Linked DNA regions of Mus musculus: region 1 is linked to region 2. The links are chromatin contacts, called in public promoter capture Hi-C maps. All regions are on one chromosome and are shown on one strand. The core of a region is the stretch at or near the end of the contact, and the rest is flanking DNA. Distances in the headings are between cores, read along the strand shown. Region 1 holds the start of Insm1 (insulinoma-associated 1). Region 2 holds the start of BC039771 (cDNA sequence BC039771).

The links. Promoter capture Hi-C pulls out the DNA fragments that hold promoters and counts their contacts.
Region 1: a promoter capture Hi-C map of embryonic stem cells shows a contact between it and region 2. The contact joins the promoter of Insm1 here to the promoter of BC039771 in region 2. A contact is called at or near these places in 4 of 39 promoter capture datasets (embryonic stem cells, hippocampal neurons and stem cell-derived epiblast-like cells) and 1 of 484 Hi-C or Micro-C datasets (granulocyte-monocyte progenitors).

What each region holds. Positions count from the first base shown.
Region 1 is chr2:146,218,991-146,224,662 of GRCm38.p6, reverse strand. It overlaps Insm1 (insulinoma-associated 1), which reads right to left and starts at 2,666. Exons shown (of 1, transcript NM_016889.3): 1 at 1-2,666. The coding sequence starts at 2,397. The coding sequence ends at 832.
Region 2 is chr2:145,698,273-145,703,344 of GRCm38.p6, reverse strand. BC039771 (cDNA sequence BC039771) reads right to left here and starts at 2,150. Exons shown (of 4, transcript NR_033220.1): 1 at 2,023-2,150.

The sequences.
Region 1 (5,672 bases), core at 1,417-3,916, 520 kb before region 2:
AGAGAGAGAGAGAATCTGCAATCAAATAATATCATAATCTTCATAATTAATATAAATAAATAAAGAATAAATAACAATTGTGCATCAATCAACATATACATGTCAAAGGAACTCAATAGCCCTACCTCAACAAAGATGATTAAACCAAAAGTCTTCCGGGATATACTGAGGCAGTTACTACAGCATCTCGTTAGAACTCCTCCCACCCCCAAAAAACAATCCCCAACAGACAACAGGTCAAGGCATTTGTGGCTATACTAAAGAAAACTCTTTTTTAAGCAATTTGATTTGTTCACATACAAAAAGGTAAAGCCAGACTCCAGCAGTTCACAAGCCATAATAAAGCTAATCGTGTGGGAAGTTCAATTTACAGCCTGTGAAATATAAAGGCATTTTATTCCTCAAGATTCACCCAAAACAACCCGTACGCTACAGACATAGAGAGCAGAGATTGGTAGGCAGAGCAAACCGCATTTTCTAGACCATGAACACAGCGAATACTAGCAAGAAAAACAGCTTTGCCCCTCAAAAGGAGGCGTCCAACCACGAGACAAACGTATACAGCATTTTTTTCCTCCCCTGTACAGAAAGAGACGGACTCCTGTTGCGCCATGGGGCTTGGGGGGGGGGGCACAACGCAAAGGGGTTGGGGTCCAAAGGAGTCACAGCGAGAAGACCAGGTGGTCATGCTCCACCGAAGCGAAGCGAAGAGGACACTTTCACCCTGGAATGGGAGTAGGGGACCCCCAGATCAGGCATGGGGGGCGCTCTCTCTTTGTGGGTCTCCGAGTGAAGGCACAGTTCTGGGGGCCCCCGGACCGAGGGCGCACTCTAGCAGGCCGGACGCACAGGCACCTGAAGGAGGATCACCTGTCTATTCTCAGACGGGTGGCACTTGTTGATGTGCCGGGTCAGGCCCGGGGAGCTGTAGAAGGTGGCCGGGCAGTACTTGCAGGGGAACACCTGGGCAGCGTGCAGCAGGCGCAGGTGGCGCTCCTGGGCGCCCTTGCTGGGGAAGGTCTCCCCGCACACTGGGCACAGGTGGCACTGGGCGGTCGCACTCAGGCCCAGCACGCCGGCCGCCTCGCCGTCGCCCGAGGCCTCCTGGGGCGCCTTTTCGTCGGGCCCCGCGTAGAAAGCCAGGATGTCCTCGGCGGGGGGTGGCGGCGGCGGCGGGGGCGGGGGCGCGCCTTTGGCCTGCAGCGCCTGGTGATGTGCCAGCAGGTGCTTGCGCAGATAGGCCTGGCGACGGAACTTCTTGGCGCAGTGGTGGCACTCGTAGAGCCCGTCCTCGGAGCCTGACTCGGATACGCCGCCAGGGCTCGGCGTGTCCCGATCGCTGCTGCCGCCGCCCGCAGCCTCGCGCGCCTCCGCCCTGGTGGCGGCTTCTGGCTCTGGCGCGCGGGCCGCCGCGGGCACCGGCCGTGGTTTGTGCCAGCGGCGGTGCGAGGCCAGGTTGGCCGGGCAGCTGAAGACCTTGGCGCACTCTGGGCAGCGGTACTCCACGCGCACGATGCGCGAGCACTTGTGCTGCGCCAGCGCGAACGGGTCAGCGTACTCCTCCTTGCACAGCTGGCAGATGAACTCGCCCAGGGGTCGGGTCGCGCCCCCCGCGCGACCCCGCGGCGCCTCCACCGGGCCCTCCTTGATCTTGAGCCCCAGAACCGGCGACGTGGTCACCTCGTCCTCGAAGTGCAGCTTGCGGATGGCCTTCGGCTTTTTGGCGCTCGGGGCCTTGGCTGCCTTGGCGGGCGGCTCTGTAGCGACAGCGGCGGGGGGCGCCGGTCGCTTGCCCGGGGGCCGCAGGGCCGCGGCGGGGGACAGTGGAGGACCGGTCCCAGGACCCCGGGCCGCCTCGGCGCCGGCGGAGAACGCAGTGCCCATCTTGAGCTCGGCGGGAGCGAAGAGCAGCGCGTCTCCGCCGCAGGTGCCGCCGCCGCCGCCGCCAGCGCCGTTGGCGCCGCTGCCTCCCCCTGCGAGCAGCGCGGCGGGCGTGGGGAAGGACTCAGCGGACACCGGCGAGCCCAGGTTGAAGCTGCGCTCGAAGTACTTGTGCTTCTCGTGCTCGCGGCTCACCGGCCGCGTGGGACTGTAGAGAGGCGCCGGGTGCGCAGCCTCGGGGTTGCCGAAGTGCGCGGCCCGCGGGCCTGGCGGGGGTGGCGGCGGCGGGCCTGGCGCGCAGGCGAGCGCGGCGGCGAGCGCAGCATGGGCGCGCTCCGCGAGCGCCGGCGGCGGAGGTGGCGGCAGCGGCCCGGGGCTGGGCACCGGGGGCTCGGCGCGGGCGCCCCCGCAGCCGGGTGACAGCAGCAGCGCCCGGTCACTGTCCTCGCCGCCGCGGACCCGGTAGGACACGGGCGTGGACTTCTTGCTGCGCTTCACCAGAAACCCGCGGGGCATGTTGGCGCGGTGAAAAGGGCGACGCACTGGTTGGGTCCCACCTCCGTGCTCGGCCCTGGCGGCCCTCAGTGACCCCAGCCCATCGCCTGCACGCGGCGGCTTCGGGACTCCCGCAGTGCCCGCGGCTGCTGGCCCGGCTCTGCGCTCCGCACGCGCGTCCCTGTCCCCGGGCCCGGGCGCCGCTCCCTTTTAACGGGGGGAGGGGGCCATTGTTCTCGCCTCCCGCTTCCCCCAGAGCCAATCAGAGCGTCCGCAGCTCCTCCGCCGACGAGGGCGGGAGGGCGACGGAGCGGCAAAAAAGGGGCCGGGACTCGAGGGTCGCCCGGTAGGTGCGGCAGATGTACCTGAGGGCGCGGGGCCCCAGCGCGCGCCCCTCGGCCGCCCCGCCCCGCCCCGCCCCGCCGCGCCCGGCGCCGCCGCCCCGCCTGGCCCAGGCACACGCCCGGCCCCGCCTCCCTTCACGGTCTGCTGCTCCTCTATGGGGAGGCGCACGTGCCTGGGCTTTGTGTGTCTCCTCCGGGGGGCGCGGAGCCGCCAAATGGGCCCGTCCATCAGCACGACAATGTGCGCCCCCCTCCCGCGCGAGGATTACCCGCGGGTCGCGAGCTAAATAGCAACAAAGGAGAAGAATGGCCCCAAATATGTCAGGAGGGTTCAATCCGCGAGCCGGAGCCCAGGGGGAAATTGGGCGCGCTGATGGGGTGGGGGCAGGGGCGACCCGAGGGCCGCGGCTGCTGCGGGAGAAGGGCGCGGGAGCTCCGCGCGTCGTATGGAAAATCATCGGCAAGGGGAACGCGCAACTCAACTCCGGACAGCCAGTGGCCCGACCGTGCTCTGGCCGCGGGAACCCGGGCTTCAGAGAGTAAACACGTTGAGCCAGCGGGCTTCGGCGGAGCGCCGGGTCTGGGCTCACGGGCTCAACCTGCCGGCGGGCCTCGAAAGCTTCTCTCGAGTTGGAGAAACTGTTGGCATAGCACGTTTTCGATCGCCCTCGGATGCGAGGCTGCATCCCTGGCCTGCTGGCTGGCTTCCAAAAGGAACTTGAATATCTGAAGTTACGTTCCTTTCCCTAATATGCCTGAAGCCGGAGGATTGGCATCTTTGCCAGGGTCGGACCCAGGCTTCAGGAGCCTCCTCGCTGTCCAGGGCGTAGGCAACGCCTGTGGAGTTGACCCAAGTGGGCCACGCACGGTGAAGTTGGTTTTCACCCTCTGCGCAGCCTCATGCATTTTCATTCTGAGCGGGCATTTTGTCTGTGGGTTGACATCAGATGCTAAATCAAGGGCTCCAATCAAGGCGCTGCGGAATAAAGCAACCGCCTGTCTGGGCGCGGGGGCCCCCCCCCCCCGGAGTCGTGCCCCCTTCACCTTTGTGAAGGAAATTAACCTCCCGCTATTGAGCGCGGGTCGCGGCCAATCTGGACGCAAAAGAGACGCGTGCTGCCGGGGGTGTGGGGAGGTGGGGGTGGCCAATCTGTCCTCAGAGGGAGCCTGCAGCCTGAGAGGACCAGCCGCTTCCTCCCGTGCCACTGGCAAGAGACAACAACGAAGGACACCCCTGGTACACACACGCCACACTAGACGCCAGATTTGGACCCAGACCCGGCAACTTGTCTAGGGATCTCTTCCCTGCTAATGGCTGAGAAAACACAGAAGGTTCTTTTCTTGGGGAAAGAAGTAGATCCCTAAGAAGCCCCTCACCAGGGAACAAATAGCCAAGACGCATCAAATGTCATAGCTGTAGAGAAAATGTCACTTTACTCAAAGTGAGAGAAACATTTTTTCCCTCTTGAAGTGAGCCTAGATTTTTGCTGAGTTTGACTTAGATTAAATTCCACTGAAGGCATTTAATCGTTTTGGGGTTTCCCTCTGAAAATACCCTGGCTTGGAAATTAAATAGTGGTTTTGGTTTTTTGTTTGTTTTTTGTTTTTTCAACAGAATCCACTTGAGTAGTACATTGTAATGGGGACAGTTGTCAAGGTGAGTTAACTCAGAGGAAAGAAATCTTATGATTTTATATCCATGATTTTTTTTAAAACCACCAACTGAAGAGAGAAAAATATATAAAGTGTTGTAATGGTTGCTAGTCTTTATAAAGTTAGAAATACTAAAATGAGTTACAATCCATTAATATTTCGATCTGGAAATAACTGTTATTTCTTTGCTCTTTTGAGCGCTGATTAATACTGCTGATGAAATTAGAAGAGAGAGGGAGATTCCGAGACAGCTTTGGCCAATTTTATTTCCTAATCACGAATCCCATCTGGGTTGTGGAATAATGGGGCGGGGCTCGACGGGCTACCCCCATCAGGATATTTAGTCTTGCGTATGTAACACTCTTTTTATTCAAAAGGCTGCCGGAAGAGTTCGTCGCCTAGTGAGTTCTTACAAGCAAACAAAAAAAAATCCACTAATAACTGTAAAGAAGGTGTGTATGTGTGTTGAATTTGTGGGGGTGCATATGACCAACAATTGAAAAAAAAACAAATAATAAAATAAAGATAAAAAAACCTTGCTCGAGGGAATTCAAACAGAGCTCTTGATTTAGTCAAGGAAATCTATTCAGTGAATCTATTCGTGGAAGATATTCAGTGAATATTTTCCACGCCTGTACAGTTAAAATAAATGGAAGCTTAGAAAGTCCTGGAACACTTAGGCTGCGCATTCGGACACGTGCTCACACCAGCCATCCTTCAGCGGGTGCAGTCCAGTAGCACCAGTGGTGGTAGGTATGCAGGATTTTCTCAGAACTTGGCTGCCTGCAGGGACCGGAACACCTACTCCTGCGAAGTGTCTTCCCCTGAGAAGAGCAAAGCTCACCCACGGCCTGCATGTCCACACTGCGATTTAGAATAATGCCTCCGCCTTAACGGGAGTTAGTGGGAGGCTGGGCTCCCAAGTGTCCCAAGTGGACACCAAAGCAAGGACTCCTTTCCCTTCATGGACGCGTCCCTGTCCCCTGGGCCTCTCCGATTCTTGTCCTTGCTGAATGGGAGGTGGGTACCAGCTTTTAAGGCTGCAGAGCCGGAGGCGGGCTGTGCTCGCTCCCATCATCTATCCCTATGGATGCAGCTGCGGTCCCGGGCAAGCATCGGGACACACTGTGACCACCAGCACTGCTCCGAAAGTTGAGACCACTGAGAGTTTCTAGAACTTGGGTGTTTAGGTATTGAGTACAATCTGAGGATTTAGCCGTGGCTTTAGAGCTGTGCTAACAGCTTTTGACCACTCAAGAAGGAGGAGACCCACAGGTCGGGGGTCTCAGTCCTCTGCCG
Region 2 (5,072 bases), core at 901-3,400:
TATAGCCAACTGCTCCAGACCCGAGGAGAAGGGGACAGATGTGGTTTTCAGGAGGAGGTGTGAGGCAAGGGGATAATTTATTACATTTGGGGAAAGGTGAGTTGAACTTGAAAAGCCCAACATTGGTTGAAAAATTACTGGAAACAAATGGCTAATTCTGTCAGAATAAAAAATTCTCTACCCTAAAACTCATATCCTCAAATAGATAATGAAGGGAGAAAAGAAAACTATCCAACCCTTCCTAGGTCATAAGGCCTGGGATCTAGATATGAGATACAGGCACTCTGACCTACTGACCTACTGGCCTCATTAAGTCTGGAGGGACTGGTGTCAGTGTGGGCAACCATTTCGTTTTTGAATGAGCCGACTGTGGCTCCATGGAAGATCTAGACTGAGGCACCCAAGAGATGGCTGTGGAATCACAATCTATTGATAACACTGTATCCAGAAAATGGAACATTAACAATGAGGAAGCTAAAGGTCAAAAGAGTCCAGGCCACTCTCTGACATTCTGCTCAGAAATTCTGGGTGCCGCTCTTAATAAGACTGTGATAAACCTGAACCATCCAAAAGTGTACAGAAACAAAAGATGTGGCCATATTTAGAAAAACAGGTTTGATAGCTACTGAAATGGTTTGTTTCAAAAAAGAAAAAAAAAGGTTCCTTTCTCATTGAAATGGAATTATTCTTGGTCTGTAACATGAAGAGGTTTGTCTGGGACCAAGAGATTGAAATTGGAGGAGGGGCAATTTGAGACTGGAGGTGAGGAATCCTGTGCCAGCACTTAAGATGGAAGAGATTTCTTTCTCATCAAAGATAAAAGTGGAGACTGGACCTCAGCACCAGAGGATGCTACAGGCAGAATGAAGTGAATGAGAAGGACATGACGACTTAGGTCAAATGTCCCTGTCACTCTGGTGACCCCGCAGGAGAAAACAGATTGGAGCAATAGACAAAAGGTGACAAAGACATTTTCAGAGAGCAGGCCACTGAAACCCCAGGGAAGATGTCTGAAGGTACAGGTGTTGGTATGAGGAAATCAGCTAGTTGTAATTATCTAGCTTTATAGCAGGTGTTAATCACTGGTAAGGTAAAACCAACGTTGAGTGGCAAGCAGGGATCCCACCAGGACCGGGAATAGGGGTCATTTACATAATATTTCGATCAAGAAGCTGCCTTAATTATGCCTGCGTCCTTAGAACAAGAGTGAAATGGAATGTAAAAGTTACACACTAACTTATTTAGCAGAAGTAAGTTGAAGCCAAGAGGGCATTCAGACGGCGCTGAGAGAGCAAGTGAGATTATTAAAGCAATTAATGCCACAGAACCCCCTGCACTGTCCTGAGACAAGGCAAAAGGAGTCCGGAGGGCAAAGCTCTACCCATCGGAGGCTCCATCCTGTGAGGATGCCTAACTTGAAGGGGTTCCCTGGGCCTCAGAGGCAACTTGCTCAGGGAAGTGTTTCCTTGGGATTAGCACGCTGGTTGCATCTAAAGTTGGCAGCAAAACTTGCCAGCACTGCCCACATGGGTAGTTACACAGTCTGCTTTCCTAAGGGACCTTTGAGACAATTTCCTGGCAGTTATTCTTGTCTCTAATCTCAACGCTGTCCCGACTCTAGGCTCCAGACAGGTGTGCATGCCTCTGAGAAGCCCCAAGGCACAGTGGCCAGGGTTCACATCTGCTGGGTCATCATATCCATCTGCACCAAGCCACATTCTAAAGAACATACGATTAAGGACCCGCCTAGAACCAAGTTCCATTTCCCTAGCTGCTGGAAGATCTACATCTCAAAGAGGCGGGGCTTCACTAAGTTTAATGTAGATGAATTTGAAGACGAGGCGGCTGAGAAGTGGTTTGTTCCAGCAAGCTATGGAGTCAAAGATGTCCTCAACTGCAGCCTCTTGGAGAAGTGGTGGGCCCTGCATAACCAAGGGCTTCTACTATGCTCACCTATACCCTACCGAATTTTGTTCAGTAGTAAATCTCACATCCAGTCTGGAAGAAACCAATCAGTCATACCTCTGTGCAATGTACTACAGATTCCTGCATCCTTTCACCTTTGTCTCAGGCATGGACGTAGTGAATGGTTCTAACAATCTGTCCCACATCTTTTGCCAAAAGCCATGGAGAGTTAAACCTTCCCAGCTACAAAACAGAAAGACAAAAGGAAAAGGAAGTCATTTAAAAATATCTCAATTCTTCTTCAGGGGAAAGGTTAGTTTATAAGCCAAGTCAAAGAAGGACATAATTCTTCTCCAAAATCGACATGTTCTGTACTGTCAGCTTCTTCGAGAACTGTCCAAAACAAAAAACGAACATAAAAGGTTGTTAAGTAAAGCTGCTGTTTTTCTCTGGAACTCGTTTTTATTCCTTAAGGATTTATTCATCCTAATTATCCATTGTTGTGTAATAAGACCACAAGACTCGGTGGCTTAAAACAATACTCATTTCCTTATTGCCATGGTTTCTCAGGGTCTGGAATTCCAGAAGAATTTAGCAGAGCAGTTCTGGCTGAGAGTGTCGGATGAGGCCATGGCCAGATGGTAGCTGGAGTTAGAATGTGGGGTTGGGGGGTGAGAGGAGGCATGGCCTGGCAGCTGGCAAGCAGTAGGTCGCTTCTCCATGTAGCTCGGACTTTGTCATCGGCCTCTCTGGCTAAGGTTGGCTTCCTCATAGCATGGTGGCCTCGGAACAACCTAACTGCTTAGAGGATGCAGCTCACAGATGTAAGAAGAATGAACCAGGAAGCAGAAGGGACATCACTGGATCTTTTCCTTTTCAATTTATCCTCAGAAGAAATGTGGCAAAATTCCTCTTCCATCCTAGCAGGTACAAGTAGACACAAAGCCCCATAGGCTTGAGGGGCAATAGCTAAGACTTTTCATCTTGATGGGCCAGTGGCCAGGAGAACACCTAGGCTGGATGGTGGCTGCTGTTCAACTCTATTGGAAAACTACTCTCGGCCCCACAGCCCAAGGTTAACAACAACTGCAAAGTCCCACATACAAGAGGACTATAAATCCACTCTCATTTTTCCTTTCTAAGTCCATTATTATCATCACCATTTTATGTGTCTGAGTGTTTTGCCTGCATGTATGTCTGTGCAGCACTTGCATGTTGGACACTTGGGGAGGACCTTACACGCCCTGGAACTGGAATTACAGATGGTTGTGAACTGCTCCCTGGGTGCTGGGAATCAAACCTGGATCCTCTGAAAGAGAATTTAACCACAGAGTTCTCTCTGTAGCCTCCCTTGGGGGGGGGGGGGGGAAAGATTGATATTGTGTGTGTGTGTTTACACCTAAGAGATGATAACAACATTTATGATGGGAAATGCTTTGACTTTCAAACTCTATTTTCTTCAGGCTGTAGCTCTGCTTAGTACACTTCTGCTTCCTGGGTTTGCACCACATTTCTTTTCTGACCATTAGTTAGATCCGGTGCAAGCAAGGGCAGCGCCTGGGTGGCTGACTGGGTTTCCTGATTCAAGCACGCCCTCTAGTGTTAAAATGGTGTCATTTCTTTATCAGTTGGGTCTGCTCTCAGGGTCGTCTGCCCTCTGTTGGGATGCCCTTTGCTTTCTTCAGGATCCTCCATTTTATCTCTTTTGCTGACTTTCTCAACATCACAAAGTTTCCAGAGGCAAGTGTTCCTAGCACCCTCCATCTCTCCCAGAGTCCCCTTCCTCAGGATGAGACTCATCTTTGACAGTTGGTGTAGCCTGTGCTGTCTCGCCCAGCCTCTGCACACTCGTGTCCTCCACTCAATGCTCCCACAGGCTTCTGAGCCTGCCAGGTCTCACCTGGGCTCCTAGCTGGACTCAAACAGGGGATCTGAAGTTTGTAGAATTCTGTTTCTTCACAATGCTGAGGGGGGTATATAAATGATTACAATATTTGCTCTCTTTCTAGATCAAGGTGACATAGGCCATACTTCTACTCCAACTCAGAGTTTTATACGCCAAAATAATAAAAATGCCATTTAATGCACTTAAGAATATCATTACCCCAAGCCTATTTGCTCAACACTATACAAGTATTTCTTAGTTTGGCATCCTTAGGAACCTTAGGCAGGTCCCAGGGCCCTACAAGTTACCAAAACTCACATTGCCAAAACTCTTACATAAATGCTGCCCTCCATATAATCTATACATTCTCCTGTGCAACTTACACCACCTCTAGAGGATTTAGAACTGATACAATACAACACTGACACAATACAACACTGATACAATACAACACTGATACAATACAACACTGATACAATTCAACACTGATACAATACAACACTGATACAATACAACACTGATACAACACAACACTGATACAATACAACACTGATACAATACAACACTGATACAATACAACACTACATGACCAGTTACTATGCTCTGCTGCTTAGGGGAAAATCAGAACTCCATGCACATTCAATAAAGACCTCTTTTTCTTTTTAATGCATTTTTAATTATTTTATGTGCCTGGGTGTTTTGACTGCATTTATGTCTGTGCAAGACCCTCAGAAACCAAAAGAGGGTGTCAGGTCCCCTGGAACTGGAGTTACAGATGGTTGTGAACTGGCCATGCTGGTACTGGAAGTCAAACTCTGGCCCTCTGTGAGAGCAGTCAATGCTCTTAACCACTGAGCCATCTCTCTAATATCAAATATTTTCTATCCAAAGTTATTCAAATTATTAGATCCAAGTAAAACTGGCCAGTATGGAGAGTCAACTGTACAGTAATATATATATATAAGGTTCTAAATAAGTAACTTTTTATAATAACGCACATTCGTGTGTATGTGTACAGAATTGTTTAAAATCCTTTCTGACCACTAAAGCATACTGAAAGCCAAAATTCTTTAATTTCACCAGCCATTGCCAAGACAGAGAACAGTCCTGTCTCAAAAGTGGAATCCCTTGAAGGCATCTTTTTTTTTCCCCTGGAATAAAAAATCGAAGGCTAAAGGAGTTAACAGGAGTCCTACATCTGACTTTCAAACTCTCTTTGAAAAAGGAGACATTTGTAAATGTTGAACATAGCTAACTAGGGCCATATGGCTCAGACACAAGA